Linked DNA regions of Mus musculus: regions 1 and 3 are each linked to region 2. A link is a contact called in public HiChIP or PLAC-seq and promoter capture Hi-C data. All regions are on one chromosome and are shown on one strand. The core of a region is the stretch at or near the end of the contact, and the rest is flanking DNA. Distances in the headings are between cores, read along the strand shown.

Region 1 (3,391 bases), core at 108-2,607, 1.9 Mb before region 2:
AACAAAAACAAAAAAAACAAAACTCCAGAATTCTCCCTACAAAGATACTGTGAGCTCATGAAAGAGGCATACTTCCCAGAGTGCCGGTGGACTCTGCATCTCAGTGGCTAAGCTAAATCCATGAGAGAGAATGTATCTGTCCGTATTTATGGCAATTGTTACGCCGTTACAATGTAACTACAAAAACTAATGTATGGACTGTTAAGTTTTTTGTTTTGTTTTGTTTTGTTTTGTTTTGTTTTTTGATTTATTTATGTGTATGAGTCTTTGCCTGGGTGTATTTATGTGCACCATTTGTGTGTCTGGTACCAGAGGAGGTCAGAAGAGGTTGTGGAGCACCATGGAACTAGAGGTTTGGATAGTTGTGAGCCTGTGCTGGGAACCAAACCCCAGTGCTCTGGAAGAACGTGTGCTCCAAACTGCCTGCTGAGCCATCCCACCAGCATCCAGTGTACGGCTTTAGAGGGTGTGTGTTGTAGACATTTTTACCACACCTGAAAGGTATGTCTAAATACAGAGTAAATGAAATAAACTAAAGAAGTCTTTCCCAGGGCTGGAGAGGTGGCTCAGCTGTTAAGAGCACTGACTCCTCTTCCAGAGATCCTGAGTTCAATTCCCAGCGACCACATGGTGGTTCACAACCATCTGTAATGGAATCAGATGCCCTCTTCTGGTCTGTCTGAAGATAGCTGCAGTGTACTCATATACATAAAATAAATAAATTAAAAAAAAAAAGTCTTTCCCAATCCTAGCGATATGTAAGTGGTGTGTGTGGACATTTCTCGCTGGGCTGGTGAGAATAGGAGTGTGTAGTACAGGAAAAGCTGAGGTAGGACTGCCAAGAATTCGAGGCCTGCCTGAATGATACCGTGTGTGTGTTTATATGAATGTATATGAATATATGCATGTATATGAACAAATATATATTAACAAATATATATGAACAAATAAGTTATGGTTTGCCTCTATTAACTAAGGTTTGAGAGTCGCAGAAAACACATAAAAACAAAATCTTTTTATTATTATCCTCATAAAATAACGGCATGAGAAATTTTTTAAGGGAAAAAAAAAAAGTGTTGCTTTTATCAAAAGAATCCCACAAAGGCAACTCACTAAAAACCAAAGGCAAGCCAGCGTGGTGGCACCTGTGCAGTCGCAGCTAAGTTAGGGGAGAAAACAAGCAAAAACTGTGGCGGTGACGCCAAGATGCCAGAAACCAGCACCCAGGAACGGCCTGGGAACTCAGGCTCTGACGACAAGTAGCGAAAACCTGCGCAGAACGCTCAGAAACGGGTTCCCCCGACAGCCGGGAGCGCGCGGGGACCTGTGTGCGCCTGCGCCGACCTCGCGCACGCGCAGCCGCTGTCCTTCTCACAGCATTGGACCAGTGGACTTGGAGGCAGCCGGTTCCCGGACAGCGAGCCACCAGGCCGGACAGCGCTTAGGGGACACCAGGCTGAGTGTAAGTTTCTCCCGCTGCAACGCAGAGGCTCAGGCGGCCCTGGTTTCTTGTTGTTCAGGTAACTGCCCACCCCTGGCACAGATTAGAGGAGTGCCAGGGGTTGTAATCCCAAACACTACACTGCTACACTGCTCGTCGTTCAGACGCTTCTAGAAGCTTGAGTGGCCACATGTGGTTGTCTATCTGGACCTTCTCTTTCATAGTGGAATAAACTACAGAGTTAAACTTGACTTTCGCATCCGTATTTAGAAACTTCAGAATAGCAAAGATCCTTTCAGTCGTCATTTCTTTGCATCAGTAGGCTGCTGTGATTTATTTAACCAGGAATAGAAGAGCTGCGTCGAACCCATGTATACATTTTGTTTTTGTTGGAGGGCTCCAGTAGGGACACGTTTCCTCGATCCCTGCAGACTGGGCAAACGATTTCGTGTGGCAACCTTAATCACTTCTCAGGCTGGAGGTTTGCATTTCGTTTAAATTCAGTAGACTGAGCATTTCGTGTATTTAGTGATAAGCACCTTTCTCTTTCTGGAAATGGCTTGTCAACTGTTCTTGCCCCAAACAAAACAGCCCAGTTGTTACTGGGGATACAGGACTTTCCTCTCCTGTTATATGGTATGAACTGGCTTTGCTTGTGGCATTTTGGACATGTAGAAGTTTTAATTTCTGTGTAAATGTGTTAATACACTTAGTTTTATGTTTTAATGGCCCTTTTCAAGTTTATAAAGCCATTCCTATACTTCTTGTAGTTTCTACCTTAATTTAAATCTACTAGACTGAGAGAGAAAACTGTTAGACTGGCTTCAAATCCAAGGTACATGTGCTTCCAGCCAGGACTTCCTGGAACATTAAACAACAACAACAAAACCCAGCATTGGCTGTGTGTGTGTGTGTGTGTGTGTGTGTGTGTGTGTGTACAGGTGCCACAGGTGTTTGGGTGGAGGATGGAGGGCTGCTTGCAGGAGTCAGTTCTCTCCTTTCACTGTATTTGAATTCAAGTTCTCAGGCTTAGCGGCAAGCACCTTTACCAGCGGAACCATTTTACCTGGAACGTATTTTAATAAGAATGTAAGAAAGATCCAACTGTTTTTGAAGCTCTACCAGTTGCTATTTGTGTGCGAGTGGCTTTCCTCCTTTTCCTTTCTTTTCTTTTTCCTCTCTCCTTTTTTCTTTTGAGACAGGATCTTGCGGTGTAGCCCACCTCAAATCCAGGATCTTCCTGTGTCTCGTCCCAAGGGCTAGGCAGTGTCATACATTCATCTGCTTCTTTCTTGGATTTAAAATACCACCCTTAGTAGTATGTTTGGATTCATTTCTGGAATTTTACTGAGAGATATTGTTAAGTTGGTAGTGTTTGCCTAGCATGCATGAGGTCCAGGGTTGTTCTATCTCCATATATGTATGTATATACATATACACACACACATATATATATTCGGCATATTTATATGAGTTTTTGGAATTGAGGATATATGTGTACATGCATGAGTGTTTGGAGAAAGTACCACACTCGGTAGCAAAGCTAGCCTGAATTTACTGTGTAACTAAAGTTAATGTGTTATTCCCAATCCTCCTGACTCAGCTACCCAGGTGCAGGGACCAGAAGCAAGGTCACCACGCCCAGCTGATTAGCTGATGATTGCGTTTGATAGCTGGTAATAAGGGGATCTCTATTAATTGTTCAGAATTTGCACCATCGTGCTCATTTCTATCTTTCCTAATACCTTGAACTTCAGCACTACTGATCCAGGTTCCAAAGATAAGTTATTTTAATGCTTTTGCTGGGAACACGTTGGACACGTCTGAATCCTAATCTGCATGCTCACCATCCTTATATGAATTAAAGATAAAGGACAAAAACAGGTGGTGGTGGTGGTGCTGCTGCTGCTGGTGGCGGTCTCCTCCTTCTCCTCACCCCTCTTCTTCCTC
Region 2 (3,702 bases), core at 797-3,296:
AATTTTTAAAATAAAATTAAGTAAAGGTTTAATAGTAAATTCAAGAAACAGTTAAGAGTCAAAGAAACAAATTAACAAGTGAGTTGCTATTAATTTATGTTATTAGAACTTCAATGATTGTTCAAATTGAAGGCACATCAACTTACTAAATTAAGATCACTCTAGGAACTGTTATGAGTCAGAAACAAATTTTTCCAGTGATGGAGATAATGGGGCCACATTCAGAACAGTGTAAAGGGATTACACTGAAGGCTGATGCGGAGGACCACACCCCAGCAGCCATCAGTCCTGTTGTGGGTAGCACTATAGATCAGAATATCTATACCACTACTGCTGCTCGGGACACTTCTTCCCAGGTAGTGCAGTATTTAAATACACAGGCTCTATAGCTGAGTGTGATCCCTGAGTGACCTATTTCCTTTAACAGCCCACCTAACACATTCGGGCCCTCTGGATGCCAGCTAGCAGAAGGGAAACCAGCAGCTCAGTTTTGACTTAGAGCGAGCGCATCACAATTCCGTTCTCAATGTCTGCTCCACAATAGCATGAAGGAGTCAACTTGTCCCCACTGCACACTGAGGTCATGAACAAGCAGGAGCCTGCCACATAACTCTAAATGAATACTATATGATCTCTGAATGTTAAGTATAAGAATTCCATTGCGCAATGGCTATGCTTATTTAAAGATGATTAATTGGAAGCTTCGGTAATGTGATTATTCACTAAATAACTGTTGTAGCTATTCCATTTCAGGAAGCAAGACAGTACAGGCTGAAATAATGGTTAAACTAAGAGGCAAGAAAAAAAGCAACATTGGCCTACTTCTAGCAAGAAAATCCATAGTTTCTCACAAAAGTTACAAGATTGAATTATCACTGTAGTTGCTAGAGGTTCACGATGAAATAGCAAAACTATAGTTGAGATGTATGTTAGGATAAGAATAGCTTATCAGGACTTTCTCACACTGACTTGGTCACTGCTGGTCTGCTATAATTTATCACACTTTTTGTAATGTACTTTTTGTGATTCCTTCTAAGTTTTGAAAACCACTGGGCCATTGCTTCTAGTTTCAATGTCCCCTTTTCATGGAGAGGAAGTTTAGGTGTGGGGGGTGAGAATGCTGCCTTAGCTCTTGCCCATTTACTGTACCAATTATCTTGTCACAATGGTATAGAAACTTCACTTGGACAAATGAATCACAGATGAATTGAATTCTGTGATGTTTGTGAGATTAAGTGAAGCTCAAATTCCCATTTGGACATTGATATTCTGAATTCATGGAACTACCTGGGTAAGCCTGGTTAACGTTAATTAGGCCACTAGACCTACATTGTATAAAATAGGTTTCACCAAACCAAATTTCTCAGTGATTATTTTAAAATGTCGAAAAAAAAAAAGCCCCACAAAACAAAACAGTATTTTGAGGAAGACTCCCAAATGTTGCCCAGGGCAGCCTTGAATTTTCTGTGTTGCCCAGGCTGGACTGGACTCACAGTCATCCTCCTGCCTGTTTCCCCAGTCGGGGTTTACTTCATTTAGGGCGGCCCTTAATAATTCTCTATTCTGGGATCTTCCTTAGAGAATATTAACTTATTAATGACTTGTCAATGTATATATAATCCACTTGTGATTGATTATATATATATATATATATAAACTTCTGATCATGTTTGAATCCCCATGGGGAGAAGAAGAATTTAGAATTATTTCCTGAATTAAGTAATTTGTTAACAGTAAACATCTTCTGAGACCCCTCTCTTCACTACTCACCGGTTCCTAAAGTAGTACTGACTTTCTAGAAAGGGTGCCCGCGCCAGCAGCTTGGCTAAAGTAGCCATGTCCTTCAACTCCTGGAGTTCACCAAAATTGTTACTATTAGTCTCCATGGCAACTGGGCTGAACCAAGGTCACTTCCGACTTATCGGCCTTTCCTTTCACTCTGTTTCAGTTTCAAGCAACTGGACAGAGAAATCGGATTTGTACACGTGAGACCAGACTTGAGTCGACTCGCCCCTTTCTCCTGGAATTTCGAGCTGCTGATGGGAAGGGTCAGGGTAGGCTAAGGTGAGCGAATGGTCGCTTCCGGTTTCCGGTTTCCGCCTCCAGCCGGCTTCCGGAAGTTGCTCTCAAAATGCTGAAGTCCTGTGTGGAATTGGCCGGGGCTGCGGGAGTTGGAGTCGGTCCTCGGGCCTGAGCCTCGAGGCCGCGCTCCCGGGTGTCGTTGATGTTTGGGGCCGACGGGCGCCCAGCGATCGGAACCGCCGCCGGGAAGAGCTGGTGAGCCCGGCGGGCGGTTGGGAACGGGGCGAGCGAGCCGGCGAGCAGCTCGCGGGGCTCCGGGTCAGAGACGGCCGTGCACCAAGTTTCTTCAGGCCGCGTTCCCGTTGTCCCTGCCAAACCGGCCACATTGTACTAGATTCCGTGGTTGACAAGATCACAGAAATTCCCAGTCCCAGAAGTTTCTTAGTAGCAGAGACACCAGGCTCTTGTACTCCCTGCGCAGCTCGGTTCGTGTAAAGCCTAGAAGTTTTCCACCGCCCTGGAGGCTCTGTCCTAGTTTATGGGAAAGGGGCGTTTTCCAGTAGCCCCAGGTTGGAATTTGTCTTTAGGGTACCCTGGTCCACTGCTGTAAGTTTCCAAACTGCTTTCGCAAATCACACTTGATCTTTAATGACATCCCTGCTGTAGGAGACTCGCAGGTACAGAAAATTTAAGAGGCAAAGTTGTCCTGTGCCCCTGAGTACCAGAGATGATAGCTCAGTTTTGGATTTTCTAGTTGAAAACCCTGGTCGCCCAACCTCCACCCCCACCCCCACCCCCCGTTTGTTCCAACGCTTTTCAGAGAAACGTTAGTGTAACAAGAAAGTAGATGTCTTGCGGTCCATCTTGAAACATAAAAATCTGACCAGTAAGTCAAGAACTGTGATTTTTAAAGTTCCTGCCAGTGGGCTGTGATGTCTGATTGTTTAGCATCACCGATAACTGAAAAGTTAAAAGAATATCTTAGGTCAGATGGCTTATTTGGTTCCTCTCTAGAGACCATTTCTAACCAGTGTTGTTTTTCTTGTAGCTTTTAAGTTCTCACGATTTTCAGTTAGAATACTAGGAGAAGCTTTTTATTTTTTTTTTTTATTTTTATTTTTATTTTTTTAAAGATTTATTTATTTATTATATGTAAGTACATTGTAGCTGTCTTCAGGGATACCAGAAGAGGGAGTCAGATCTTGTTACGGATGGTTGTGAGCCACCATGTGGTTGCTGGGATTTGAACTCTGGACCTTCGGAAGAGCAGTCGGGTGCTCTAACCCACTGAGCCATCTCACCAGCCCAGGAGAAGCTTTTTAAATGAGCAATTGTAATTGTTGCACTCAGCTTGGAACAAGAGACGCAGGTCACAATGCACTAGTTTTTCTTAGCTTTGGCAGTTGTACATGTGGTAGGAACCACCACAGAAAACAAGATAAAGGAACTTCCCTACATCCTGGTGTTTCCTCTAAAGTGTACTTAATGCTTCAATGTTCAGAGCCTGGTAAGGAACGGAAGTGTTCAGTAGATTGGTCTGGTCCTAATAGAAAGGAAGTCATTTGTGTGCTAGTTGACATAAACACACAAACCAACCGGTGACCCCATTTATTCTTCATTGTGCTTTCTGTCTCCTATCATGCATAGATAGCGCTGTGTATTACTGGCTATTACTTGACG
Region 3 (3,503 bases), core at 811-3,310, 1.0 Mb after region 2:
TTTTCCTGTTTATGTGCCCCATTAATATTGGAGCTTATGATCCCAGTGGCTTAATGCTTCCATTTTTAAATATCATTTATGTTAATATGGAGAGGCTCTATTATCTAATTGTGAGGATTATTGCCATTACCTTCTAGAATAATCTCTGTAAATATTGGCCTCCATATTTCCTTGAGCTGACAGAGGCATCTTGGGTACTTGGAAGGGGATGGAAGGCACTGCTCTTTAGTCATAAACTGATCCACTGTGTTTACAGCTCTGTGTTCTGTTTTTACAGACATGGCAGGCACCTGGTTGCTGATTCTAAGCTTCGTCATTTATTATTATCTGGAGCTTCCATAACATAGGAGACTCGGGGAAATATGTCACTTTAAGTCCTCTTGAAATAAGACTGGTGGGAAGAAGAGGGTTGACAGATAAAGGAAATCAAGGCTCTCACTCTTTACAATTTATGTAAAAGACAGCTATGGATGGAGAAAATTTGACAAGAGTTTGGAAATAGTATTCAGAATCTCTGCAAACTGTACAGTGGTTCTTAACTATGTAGCTAAGGCCACCTGGCTCTTGGTTCTGTTAGAAAGATTAAGGTAGATAAATATACATTTTTTGTTGTTGTTGGTGTTGTTGTTTACTAGAGACAGGGTCTTATTTTGTAGGACAGATTGGCCTCAGACATGCTAGCACTATGGGCCTGTACCTTCATGCCTAGGTCATAGATAAGTTTCTGAAATGCTAAAATGCCATATGAACTTTAAAGGATGTCAACACCAGTGGAAATGGGTGTGTCTGTAGAGCCTTCAGTAGCATATGCTATGTGTCGGCTCTGCCCAAGTGCTCTATATTACTCCTCACACACATGTCTCTGCACACATGATGTGTGCTGGGAATATCCCTCTTCTACAAATGGGCAAGCTGAAACATTAAGGGCCTCATGGACAAGTTACAGTGCTGATAAATGGGAGAGCTGGAAGGTGACTTCAGAGATCCTGATAATGAATAATAAATTATCATGCCATGGGAACAACAACCAATAATGGAGAAGTTGATTCCTGATTTAAAATCTACATCTCCTTCATAGATGGGGAAGTTTGCCTTTTATTCAGTTACCTCTGTCCTCTTAATCATTGACCTAGCTCCTGAGCAAATTCTCCTTTATAAAGTTATAGAATGACTCGGCGTGTAGAAATGTAAGATCCATATCCTAATATAGTAGGTCAGCAATCTCATTTCCGCTCCCTAGTCATTGTGTTGTTACAAACGGCTAAATTTAAATAGTAATGTAATATTTTCATTTGATATGAAATATTAATGGCCATCCTAAACTCTATTTTCAAGGAAATTATTGGTCACATCTGTGTCTACAGTAGACTCTGTTACTGCCCTTTCTTGGCTGTCTTTGATTTAGACAAAATGCATTAAGCTTGTATTTATCTCTCCTCAGGTATTCATGACACTTGAAAGATTGTTTAGTTACACTTGCACTTCTTAGCCTCGAGCATGCGCTCTACCAAATGGAATTACAGTGCATGCTAACAGATGCGATGTTCCTCTTCATTTAGTTCAACTCTGTCCATCATACCTCAAGCTCTTCAGCGTGTCCCGGACTGGTCTCTATTCCTTCTCACAGTGGGAAGTGTTTAGTTATGAGATCCCTCAGTCCCTTCAGATTTGAATACCGATGTCGTCTTTATTATCCCCACCATGAGCATTGCTTTGTGGGTATCATGTAGCATCACACTGTTGTGCTATGTAATGGTAAGGAAGTAACGTTCTCTGTAGTATTTGACTTTCTCTCTCTTTCCTGAACTTTGTACCTTCCTTCTTCTGAACTCAAAATCCCTAGACTGTATTATTAAACAGACTTCAGAACTCACCCAGGTCTTTAGAGGACACAGGAAGACTCTGGTTATTATCATGAGTCTTCGGGACTTTTGGAGATTTGGGAGGGGGCTTCCTGTGAAGTGTAAAGGCCTGCTGGCTGCTATCTTGTTTATTGTTCTGTCTTCTGCTGTCCCTCTCCCTGTCACACCATAGTTAACGAGCTTCCTTGGGCTCCATCAAGGCCATGGGCTGGCATACTTCTGCTCATCACACTTCTTGGGAGGCTCTGGCCTCCTCCAGCTCTGGTCTCTTCACCAGGCAGAAGAAATGTAATGCATTTTCTCTGCCTCAGCATTTAGATATGGGAAGATATGGGGAGATACAAATTAGGTGATTCTGAAATGGAAGGGTTGAGGCAGACAGGATGGAGCTGGCCTACTCAGTGTATGTGTGTGTATGTAAGTATATGTGTGTGTATGTGTGTGTATGTATGTGTATGTGTGTGTATGAGTGTATGTGTATGTACGTATGTGTATGTGTGTATGTATATGTGTGTGTGTGTGTGTGTGTGTGTGTGTATGTATGTGTGGGGGTTCTTGATGTTTTCTCACCAAATTTATTTAACTTTACATTTTCCTTTTCTTTGCCTCTTAGTAGTGAATGAGGGTGGTGGAACACAGTTTAAGTTATAGAAGCAGACATGGACAGAGTTCTCCTTCACTGTCCAGCAGAAGTCCCCTAACAGCCATGTCGTCTGACTGTCGAGCACCTGAGAGCTACCCTGTGACGCCTCAGGCTTCAGTTTGGGGCTACAATCTGCCTTTCCGTTTAGATCTTTGCTCAGTTATTTACTTCTTAGCAATTTCATGTTTAATCCCCAAACTTTCTAAATTATTAACATTTTAATCAGTAAGAATATATAATTTAGGGCGCAGACAGCTAAGCCTGGAGCCGTTATTTGTTCTTGCTTTGTTTGTCTTTCATGTGTTTCCTGCTCTGCGCAGGTGACTCTTCCTGCCCTCTTTATCCTAAGCAATGGAGAAAAGGTGAATGGAGCCACTGTGTCTACATCTGGGGATCCTGTGTCCTGCTGATGCAATGGTCCCTTATGTATCTGCATCAGGAGCTAGATGGAAGAGGCTGCTGAGGATGACTTGGCCATGGCTGTCTCCATCTACAGTGTGGAATGAAGCTAGAAGAAGGGTCGTCGCCATGTATGCTTTAGACACAATTAAGGCTGTGTAATTCCATCACCATTTTCTTGACTCAGGAGTCAGAGTGGCATGAGAAAGATCAAGTCTGCCTTGCTTATACATGTTGAATTTCACCAAGTGGAAATCTGACAGTTCCCATGACATTAAAGAGATAATCTTGACCAAAGACAATCACAGTGTGCAGATATAGTTTCTCATACAGAAGGCAATATAAAAAAATGTAAAATAAATTCTCTTTATTTTATTTCAACATTAAGCACAATAGCTATCATACACAGCACTGATTTCTTTTTTACAAATGAAAGCTTCTAGAAAGATAGTCTATACATTAATCTTCAAAATCAGTCCTGGCTATTGGAATTAAACATTGAACATAAGCCAGAATGGATACACAATTCCCTGACAACCAACTATAAGTTTTTATTCAAGAAAGTGCATGGATCCAGATGGAAATATTTAAGAGACAGA

The links. Promoter capture Hi-C pulls out the DNA fragments that hold promoters and counts their contacts. HiChIP or PLAC-seq counts read pairs in DNA pulled down with a chosen protein or histone mark.
Region 1: a contact with region 2 is called in an H3K27ac HiChIP or PLAC-seq map of extraembryonic endoderm stem cells, with 7 times the contacts expected there. The contact joins the promoter of Bpnt1 here to the promoter of Spata17 in region 2. A contact is called at or near these places in 2 of 39 promoter capture datasets (liver and pre-B cells) and 1 of 115 datasets of contacts at active chromatin or transcription factors (extraembryonic endoderm stem cells).
Region 3: a contact with region 2 is called in a promoter capture Hi-C map of the HPC-7 cell line, with 2.2 times the contacts expected there. The contact joins the enhancer-like site here to the promoter of Spata17 in region 2. A contact is called at or near these places in 6 of 39 promoter capture datasets (the 3T3-L1 cell line, 3T3-L1-derived adipocytes, the HPC-7 cell line and 2 more) and 1 of 115 datasets of contacts at active chromatin or transcription factors (the NIH/3T3 cell line).

The regions. Positions count from the first base shown.
Region 1 is chr1:185,330,802-185,334,192 of GRCm38.p6, forward strand. It overlaps Bpnt1 (3'(2'), 5'-bisphosphate nucleotidase 1), which reads left to right and starts at 1,358. Exons shown (of 9, transcript NM_011794.3): 1 at 1,358-1,462.
Region 2 is chr1:187,213,400-187,217,101 of GRCm38.p6, forward strand. It overlaps Spata17 (spermatogenesis associated 17), which reads right to left and starts at 2,047. Exons shown (of 10, transcript NM_028848.3): 1 at 1,771-2,047. The coding sequence starts at 1,886. It overlaps Gpatch2 (G patch domain containing 2), which reads left to right and starts at 2,112. Exons shown (of 10, transcript NM_026367.4): 1 at 2,112-2,277. The coding sequence starts at 2,225.
Region 3 is chr1:188,235,266-188,238,768 of GRCm38.p6, forward strand. No RefSeq gene overlaps it. Among named protein-coding and RNA genes, the nearest start is that of Ush2a, 26 kb to the right of the region's middle. Within about 2 kb of position 2,061, at least 3 of the 459 cell types and tissues checked have an H3K27ac peak or open chromatin away from gene starts, as enhancers often do. A contact at or near this core is called in the HPC-7 cell line, where this site is marked.